2 separate regions of the Urocitellus parryii genome follow, and region 1 is linked to region 2. A link is a contact called in public Hi-C data. All regions are on one chromosome and are shown on one strand. Each heading gives the region's core, a stretch centred on a gene start, on an enhancer-like site or on the middle of the called end of the contact. The rest is flanking DNA. Distances are from core to core; before and after follow the strand shown. Region 1 holds the start of Cyp20a1 (cytochrome P450 family 20 subfamily A member 1). Region 2 holds the start of Wdr12 (WD repeat domain 12).

Evidence for each region. A called contact is a pair of places that touch in the nucleus more often than the background predicts.
Region 1: a contact with region 2 is called in a Hi-C map of liver, with 2.2 times the contacts expected there. The contact joins the promoter of Cyp20a1 here to the promoter of Wdr12 in region 2. A contact is called at or near these places in 2 of 2 Hi-C or Micro-C datasets (liver and muscle).

Annotation. Positions count from the first base shown.
Region 1 is chr1:252,187,375-252,191,692 of mUroPar1.hap1, reverse strand. Cyp20a1 (cytochrome P450 family 20 subfamily A member 1) reads right to left here and starts at 3,064. Exons shown (of 13, transcript XM_077799268.1): 1 at 2,861-3,064. The coding sequence starts at 2,932.
Region 2 is chr1:251,903,130-251,907,266 of mUroPar1.hap1, reverse strand. It overlaps Wdr12 (WD repeat domain 12), which reads left to right and starts at 2,252. Exons shown (of 14, transcript XM_026405329.2): 1 at 2,252-2,368; 2 at 2,609-2,720. The coding sequence starts at 2,680. Carf (calcium responsive transcription factor) reads right to left here and starts at 1,914. Exons shown (of 17, transcript XM_077799261.1): 1 at 1,869-1,914.

The DNA.
Region 1 (4,318 bases), core at 1,815-4,314, 280 kb before region 2:
TAGTCTTCGTAAGCTTTTTGTGTAAGAAACAGTTCATTTTTGAGTGTGCAAGTCCTTTTGTGAAGAATTCCAATTATCTTTAACATTGGAGAACATCATAATTGTAGACATTCTAAGCATCTCTCTGTGTAGTCTACCAATTTGCACAAGGAAGGTATGTTATCCCTCCAGATCAGAAGTGTAAGTAGCTTCTTGGACAACCTAAGTTAGATTCATAACCATTAACGATGTTGGCAGCTGATCATATTTACTTCTAATAAAAGTAATGTGTAAGTGAGGTTGATCTTTCACAATGCCTTGTGATAAATGAGTGCTGCTTAATGAAACTTCATTGTATAGCCCATTTGATGTATACATCACTACTTTGTTGCTGTCATTTAATGTTTGTTTTTTTTTAACTACATTGAGATTCCATCTCACTCATGTCAGAATGGCAATTATCAAGAATACAAGCAACAATAAATGTTGGTAAGGATGTGGGGAAAAAGGTACACTAATATATTGCTTGTGGGATTGCAAATTGGTGCAACCACTGTAGAAAGCAGTATGGAGATTCCTCAGAAAACTTGCAATGGAACCTCCATTTGACTCAGTCATCCCACTCCTTGGTTTATACCCAAAGGTCTTAAAATCAGCATACTACAGTAATGCAGTCACATCAATGTTTATAGCAGCTCAATTCACAATAGCTAAACTATAGAACCAACCTAGATGCCCTTTAACAGATGAATGGATAAATAAAATGTGGTACATAAACAGAATGGAATGTTATTCAGCCTTAAAGAAGAGCCAATTTTTGGCATTTGCCTGTAAACTGATGGAACTGGAGAACACTATGCTAAGCAAAATAAGCCAATCCCAAAGAACAAAAGGCCAAACGTATTCTCTGATAAGCAGATGCTAATTCACAGTAAAGGAGGGGTGTGTGGAATTAGAGATACTTTGAATTAGAAGGGAGTGAAAGGAGAGCAATATGGGGGTAGGAATGATAGAATGAATCAGATATTATTGTGCATATATGATTATGCAACCTGTGTAACTCTACATCAAGTACAACTAGAAGAATGAGAAATTATACTTCATTTATGTCAAAATGCATTCCACTGTCAAATATAACTAATTAGAATTTTTAAATCTTTTTTTTTTAAAGAGAGAGGAGAGAGAGAGAGAATTTTAATATTTACTTTTTAGTTTTCGGCGGACACAACATCTTTGTATGTGGTGCTGAGGATCGAACCCGGGCCGCACGCATGCCAGGCGAGCGCGCTACCGCTTGAGCCACATCTCCAGCCCAAATTTTTAAAAATTTTAAAAAAACCTAATCTGACTATCTATGGTGACTATATTTAACCCAAAGGCCAACCAAGCTCTGTGTGTGTGTATAAACATTTATTAATCTATATATATACTTGATATATATGACTACATGAGACATATTTATCTGAAACATATAAAATTGTGTTCAGTGTGTGACTTGAGTGTTACAGATATTAGAAATTAAGATTGAAATAGAGGGGGCTAGGGTTGTGGCTCAGCATTAGAACGCTTACCTAGTAGGTGCAGGTTACTGGATTCTATCCTCAGCACCACATAAAAATAAAATAAAGTTATTGTGCCCAACTACAACTAAAAACCAAAATATTAATTAAAAAAAGATTGAAATATAATAGGGGGTGGGGCTGTAGCTCAGTAGTAGAGCACTTGCCCTGCACACATGAGGTACTGGGTTCGATCCTCAGCACCACATAAAAATAAATTACTAAAATAAAGATACTGTGGGGCTGGGGTTGTAGCTCAGTGGTAGAGCGCTTGCCTAGCATTAGTGAGGCACTGGGTTGGATTTTCAGCAACATATAAGTAAAAATAAAGGTCCATCAACAACTAACAAAATATTTTTTTAAAAAATATATTGTGTCCATCTACAACTAAAAAGAAGTTTGAAAGATTGAAATAAAGAATTTGTGATTGCCTGAGTCATGACTCAGCCAAGCAAACCACCAGTATTTTCAGTGAATTAAAGCTGATCAAAGTTATGTAGCGTGTGAAATTATTATTCACTACTTTGTGACATTGTGGAAAGGCACAAACGTTGTATGGTCCATGTTAATGGCATAATTCCCTCACAACAGTGTTGATTCTGTAAGCTGATCATAGATAGTCCTATTTAAAGATTATCAAAAGACCTGCAGCCACTACAAATGTTTACTTTCTCGGATAAGATTCCCCCGAAGTTCCATTTACCAGCTCTGAAAAGAACATCTAAGTACTTGGAGCTGTTCAGCTATTTTTCATCTTCTATCATGAAACTACGACGTTGCTTTCTAGAATATGTTTTAAGGATGCTTCCTCGTCGGTCAACCCTCCAGTTTTGAGAACCTCCCTCTAAGGTGAACAAAGCAGTGGAGAAAGTAGCTAGGGAGTCTTGAGGCCAGACTCGCCGCGCAGCCCGCAGCACGGTGCTCCTGCCTCTGCGGCCCTGCAAGACCCCGGCCCCAGCTCTCTGGAATCCAGCAATCGCCTGACAGATGGGAGAAACGACGGCACAAAATGCTGCGAGAATCCTCGAGAAAGTTTCCTCCCCAATACACTAGACAACGGGATCAGGGGTTAGCAGAGTTTCTCCCGAAAGGGCTGCGGGGAAGGCAGTCCCGCGAACACCCGCCGCGCTCGGTCCCTTCTCAGCAGCTCCGAGCGCCGCGCGCTGCGGCAGGGGCGGGGCGTCACGTGACTCGGGTGCGGTCCCAGGCGCTGGCCCTCCCCGCGGGCCCGCCCCGAGCAGGTCTACGGGGATGCGGGCGACCGAGGCTGGAATAGCTGCCAGGACCCCCCCCCCCCGCCCCAGGACCAAGGCGGCGGTTACCGGGTAGAGGTAGAGCACTGCTCCGACCAGCGCCAGCAGGAAGGTCACGGCGAAGATCGCGAAGTCCAGCATAGCTCTCCGTCCGGGAGCCACGTCCCGGATCCTCGGCTCTGGCCGCAGCGCCCCAGCCTGGCCCAACCGGAGGAATTCTATGGGCGGAGGCTCCCGCGGGCCTCGCGACGTACGGACCGTCGGGGGCGGGACCAGGCCTGCGCCCGGCCCGCGGGGAGAGCAATGGATCGCCCAGGGGCCCGTGGAGGCCCTGCCCCTCAGGATTGGGGCGGACGCAACTGTGGACCGTGCTGTGGGAGAGCAGATCCCAGGCTTCCAAGAAACGTTTTGAGTTAACTTTGGTCGGCCCCAACCAATACTTTTTCCTGTGGACTTAAAAGAAGAAGAAAACAAAAAGCAACTACAGAGAAAACTCTAAACCAACGGTTTTTTAAAAGTGTGGGGCCAGCCGCTGCCATCCTCACCGTGAGAAATGCAGATTTTTCGATTCCCGCACCACACCTATTGAGTTCCGCGTTACAGCAACTTGAAGAATGATGCTATCTATATTGGGGGCTAAGCATTGATCTTTGTTGCCGGACATTTGGCAGTTGCAATAGCTAGATCAGCTTTGGTGAAAATTCATGCAATTGTGCACAAGTGCAGCCTCCATTTTTAATATTGTGGCCATTCCATTCTTGTGTTCATTTTGAAGGGGCCAATGAAGGGGGTGCCTGACATGAACTGGATTGCTCACTTTGTCCACTTGATTGATTAGTGCCTCTTTCAGGGTGAATGTTCTGTGGTGGGTGTTAATATGTGTGATTTTCATACTTTTCTCGTTTCACATACCCATGTACATACCCTCTATCCCAGAGATTCCTGTCCCCAGTCTTTTTTAAATAACATTTTTTATATTGTATTTCACTTATTTTTATGTGGTGCTAAGGATCGAATCCAGCGCCTTGCATGCTAGGAAAAGCACTCTGCCACTGTATAACCCCAGCACCCTGTCCCCAGTCTTCTTAACATCTTTTTTTTTTTTTTTCCCATTTGTGCCTCTGACCAGCTCCCTGAGCATTCATCACTGTATGATTCTGTACGATTTTGTATATAGTCTAGCCCAAAGTGAACTGCATGGTTTATTCCTAAAGACCTGTTCAATTGAGATGGTTCTCCTGTGCTACCATCTTTCAATACCACCCATAAGTAAGGTTTCAGTTTGGTTGCTACTCATTTTGGGCTTTACTGAACATTCCATTTGTACAATGAGTTTTGGCTTTTTTCCTCCTCATCTACCTGACCATACAGAATCTCCTATAACATCTCAGCATGTACTGGTGCAACAATGGTCTATTTATGGAATCCAGGCTACTCTTGCCTATGTCCTCTGGTCTTTAAGATTTGGGGATCTTGGGCTGGGGATGGAGCTCAGTTGGTAGAGCATTTACCTAGCAACTGGGGGAA
Region 2 (4,137 bases), core at 1,003-3,502:
AACCAAGTAGGGGACTCTCCACACACACAAACAGGACAGAAAAGAAAAACATGTATTTTCCAAGATGTGGTTCTCCAGATAGCAATGTGTCTGAGGACTACAAAAAATTAATTCCATAGGAAATTGTTTTGAACCCAAAGCTTGCCATTAATGTACTAAATGATATTAAGAAAAACATTCAAAGCAAAAGTATTAGCTATGTTAGGTACTGTTTGGAGGTGACATCAAACATGACACATAAATCACTGCTGAAAGAAAACCCAAAACATCATATGGGGTATTCAGTTATTTTTGCAACACTTATTAGCTAAGTTTTCCTTAAAGTCTCAATAGAAATAAGTTCTTTACTGAATTTTCAAGACTTCCAATTTGCAATCGAAGTCTTATTTCCTTAAGAATATTCTATATTGATATTCTTTATCTTCCCCATATTAATGTTTTCAAACAAAGTGCAAATTATTTGGCTCAGTTATTATTCTTAATTTGCTAAATTTCATATTAATGACAGTTTAAAATTTCCAAGATATTTTAACTAATGATGTTACTAACAAATACCACAAGATTTCAGTTAAGAAAGTGTTTCAAGCTTCAGATACCTCAACTTATTTTAACGTGTAAATCCACATCATTACAAGCTCAATCATAACAAAGTGTTTTTCTGGGACTTCTGTAAAGGTTTTCTCATTTTATTCCTCCATCCAAGTGGCTATCTCTCTCATTTGCTCACATAGGTAAAGCTCCTAGTTAAACTTGAATACATAATATGATAATAATATTTACTGAGAATTTATATGGCATCTTAATTCATTCAGTTGACTAAAACGTGGCAGAGAGAGGTACCAGTCAGGATGGAACCCAGGCATTCTGGTTCCAGGGTACATTTTATAAAAGTGAGTAAACTGAAAATAGTCGTGGTTTTATTGCCATTGCTCTCCAATAAAAGATTATATTTCACTCCCAATTGTTTAAATTACTTCTAATTTCCTACAGCTGATTTAAACATTAGGGGTCTACTTAATCTAATACATCTTTAAGTAACATAGGGGAAAGCTTTAGTTTTCTTCACCCGCACACATACCGTTCCGCCCACAAATTTTGCAATCCAGTTCTGCCTGATCCTAAACTGTTCTCTCTTGAAGACCCCCTCTTGGAGCTTTGCTGGCGAATGCCTTAAAATGTGACTTTGGGATCTGGAGAGTATCATCTCCATCCAGCCTATCTCAGAGAAACAACTATATTGAGCTAGAGTAATTACTGGGATCATTGCGACCAAGACAAGGCTTTGGGTAACTTCAAAACAAAAAGTAAAAAAAAGCCAGGGGTAGAAGGTGTGGGCAGAAGCTTTTCTTCTTCTAAACACAAGGTATAAAAAGGCTGAGAAAGTGGGGAGGGGAGACGCTTAAAAGCCGGGCGCGCGAGAGCGTGGGAGACCACGCACAGGGCGCTCCCGCCAAAGGGGCGCGGGTCCTTGGCGGTGATGGCTCGTTTTGGGGTTCTGCAACCCTCAAGACACCTAACCTCCTCCTTCTCCAGTCTGCCTCCCTGGGGCCCGCGAGCCCCCTCCCGGGCCCGTGGTAGTGGGCCTAGCTAGGAGGGCCCGGAAAAAGCCCCGAGAAAGAGAAAGAAGGGCGCCGTCAGTGCCCGGCTGCGGCAGGGGCGGGGGCCGGCAGTTGCTACCAGCCCGGGCGGGTCAGGAGGTGACGCGAGGAGGTAGAAAGGGGGGTTGGGAGGTAGCATCCAGTCCGTCAGCGCAGATGACTCTGCCAAACCTCTAGTTCCCCAGCCCTGCCGCCGCCGAAAGCCCCACAAGGCGAGGAGGGAAGTCCGCCGGAGCAGAGGGGAGAAAATTCAAAACGAGTCTACTCAACCTCGTCTTGGCTCCGAGGCCCCGCCATGGAGACCAGCACAATGCGCAGGCGCACCTCTCTGGGAAGTGCAGTGCGGTCCCACGCGGTGAGACCACTATCGGCCACCGTCGGGGGTTTCTTTTCAGAACGTTATTTTTCTCGTATTTCCGCCTTGGCGAACCCGAGGCTAGTGGTGAGAACTCGGGAAAAGTCATGGGTGGATCAGGTTGTGGTTGAGAACATACCTAAGAAAAGGAACTTGGGAAGATCTTAGTCAACTAGAGGAAGTTTAATAAATATATGGCTGGAGTCAGGAGGATTTAATGCAAATAAGAGATCTTGATACACCGTGACAAGACTACAGTTCCCAGTGGTCACAGCGTTTGAGACGCGCGGCTTCCTGGGAATTGTAGTATCTCACAACTGCGTTTGAAGTATCCAGTCTAACGATAGTGTTTTATTTTAAAATACAGATTTGAGTTGGAAATTTCTCAAGCTTCCTAATCGATCACAGCCTAAAGGTATGGAAAGAAATCTAAAAAAAGATTAAGGGGGCACTCTGCCTTTAAGACTGTGCTTTACCAATCGGTGATTCCTAAATCTAGGAATAGGTATTTGATGTTTGCGGGCTGGGCCTGTGTGGAAGGTGAACCTCGTGGTGCCTTCTGCTGAGGAAACCCGGGGGAAGAAAGCCGAAATCAGTCTTGGACCGCAGTTCTCGCCTACCCGTTCAGACTAATTTTAATTATCTCTTTTTGTAGTATTAAGAGGTTAAAAAGCACCTCTTTTTTGACTGCTAACTCATACGTTTTCGAGGCCAAGTCTTCTCGCCATGGCTCAGCTCCAGACACGCTTCTACACTGACAACAAGAAGTAAGTAAGCGGCCCAGCCGTCGGGATTAGCCTCTTTCCCAGGCACGACCTTGTGTTCTTGTTTTTCCCGATTGTCATTGTCTTTGCTGTCAGCTACTCCCCGCCACCGTTTTTTCCCTTTGTTCCTGCTGTTCTCCTAACTTGAGCCCCTGGTCTCCTCAGAAGTGGTGCCTTGCAAGGGTTTCTCAGGAACCTCTCAGAGGGTCTCCAAGATCACCTCCTTACTGCTCGCTTCCTGGGCTCCATATAATTTGAATTGTGTATGGAGGAAACTGAAGGGCTGCGGGTTTGCTTTCTGAATGATGCACACCATATGCATAATTTGAACAGTGAACAAAAGGGCCGTGTCGTTACAAACTGGCTGCTAGTGGTGTTTCACAGCTTCTGAAAACATAACTGCCTTTTCCCCCCTATATTTCTAATTGATGTATTATAATGGTACCTAGTGGTGGGATTCGTTGTTACATTATTTCTTCATGCACACAATATAAAAATATAATTTGCCCGATATCATTCTCCATTATTTCCCCTTTCTCTCCCCTCCTCCTTCCCCTTGGTCTCTTTCTTCTACTGTTCTTCCTTGTTTTTAATTTTCTTTTTAAGTAGGTGATAGAAAATGCTTTTATAAACCAGGGTAGAAAGTGGATCTCTGAATAGAGGGTTGGTAGAACTGAAGTCAATTCAGTGTATATTGTGTTGTATGCTGTACTCTTTTTATAAAATGTACTTACATATGTGTAAATATCATTTATATACAAACATTTGCCATTGATTTTTTTTTTGTGTGTGTGTGTGCGTGTGTGTACAAAGCGATTTTTACCAATGGTTCCTAGATTTGTAGAACATATTTGAAATCTACTTATGTACTACCTTGTGGTGTAAGTTGCACTATTAATATTTTAAGTCCCTTAAATGCAGAAACCATGTCTTAAACTTCTTGGGTTGACTGAGTCAACAATGTTTGTCAAATTTTTCTGGTACTAATGATGAATGATATATATATATATATATATATATATGTTGTATTATGCTAATGTCAGGCATAATTTAGAAATCTCCCTCTTGAATTAAGATTATACCTTTGATTTAGTGTTTATAACTTTTATGAGTTAACCTTTAAATCATTTTCACTCTTATGTTGTTCACAGTATATATAAATCATATCATTAATGAACATTAATTTATATACTTAGCCTTAATATTTCTCAAGGAATGTGATAATGCACTAGCATAGCCACTGTCATTATTATTACTTTCTGGGGGGGTACCAGGGGTGGAACTCAGGGGCACTCAACCACTGAGCCACATCCCCAGCCCTATTTTGTATTTTATTTAGAGATAGAGTTGCTTAGCATTTTCCTTTTGCTGAGGCTGACTTTGAACTCATGATCCTCCTGCTTCAGCCTCCCGAGCCACA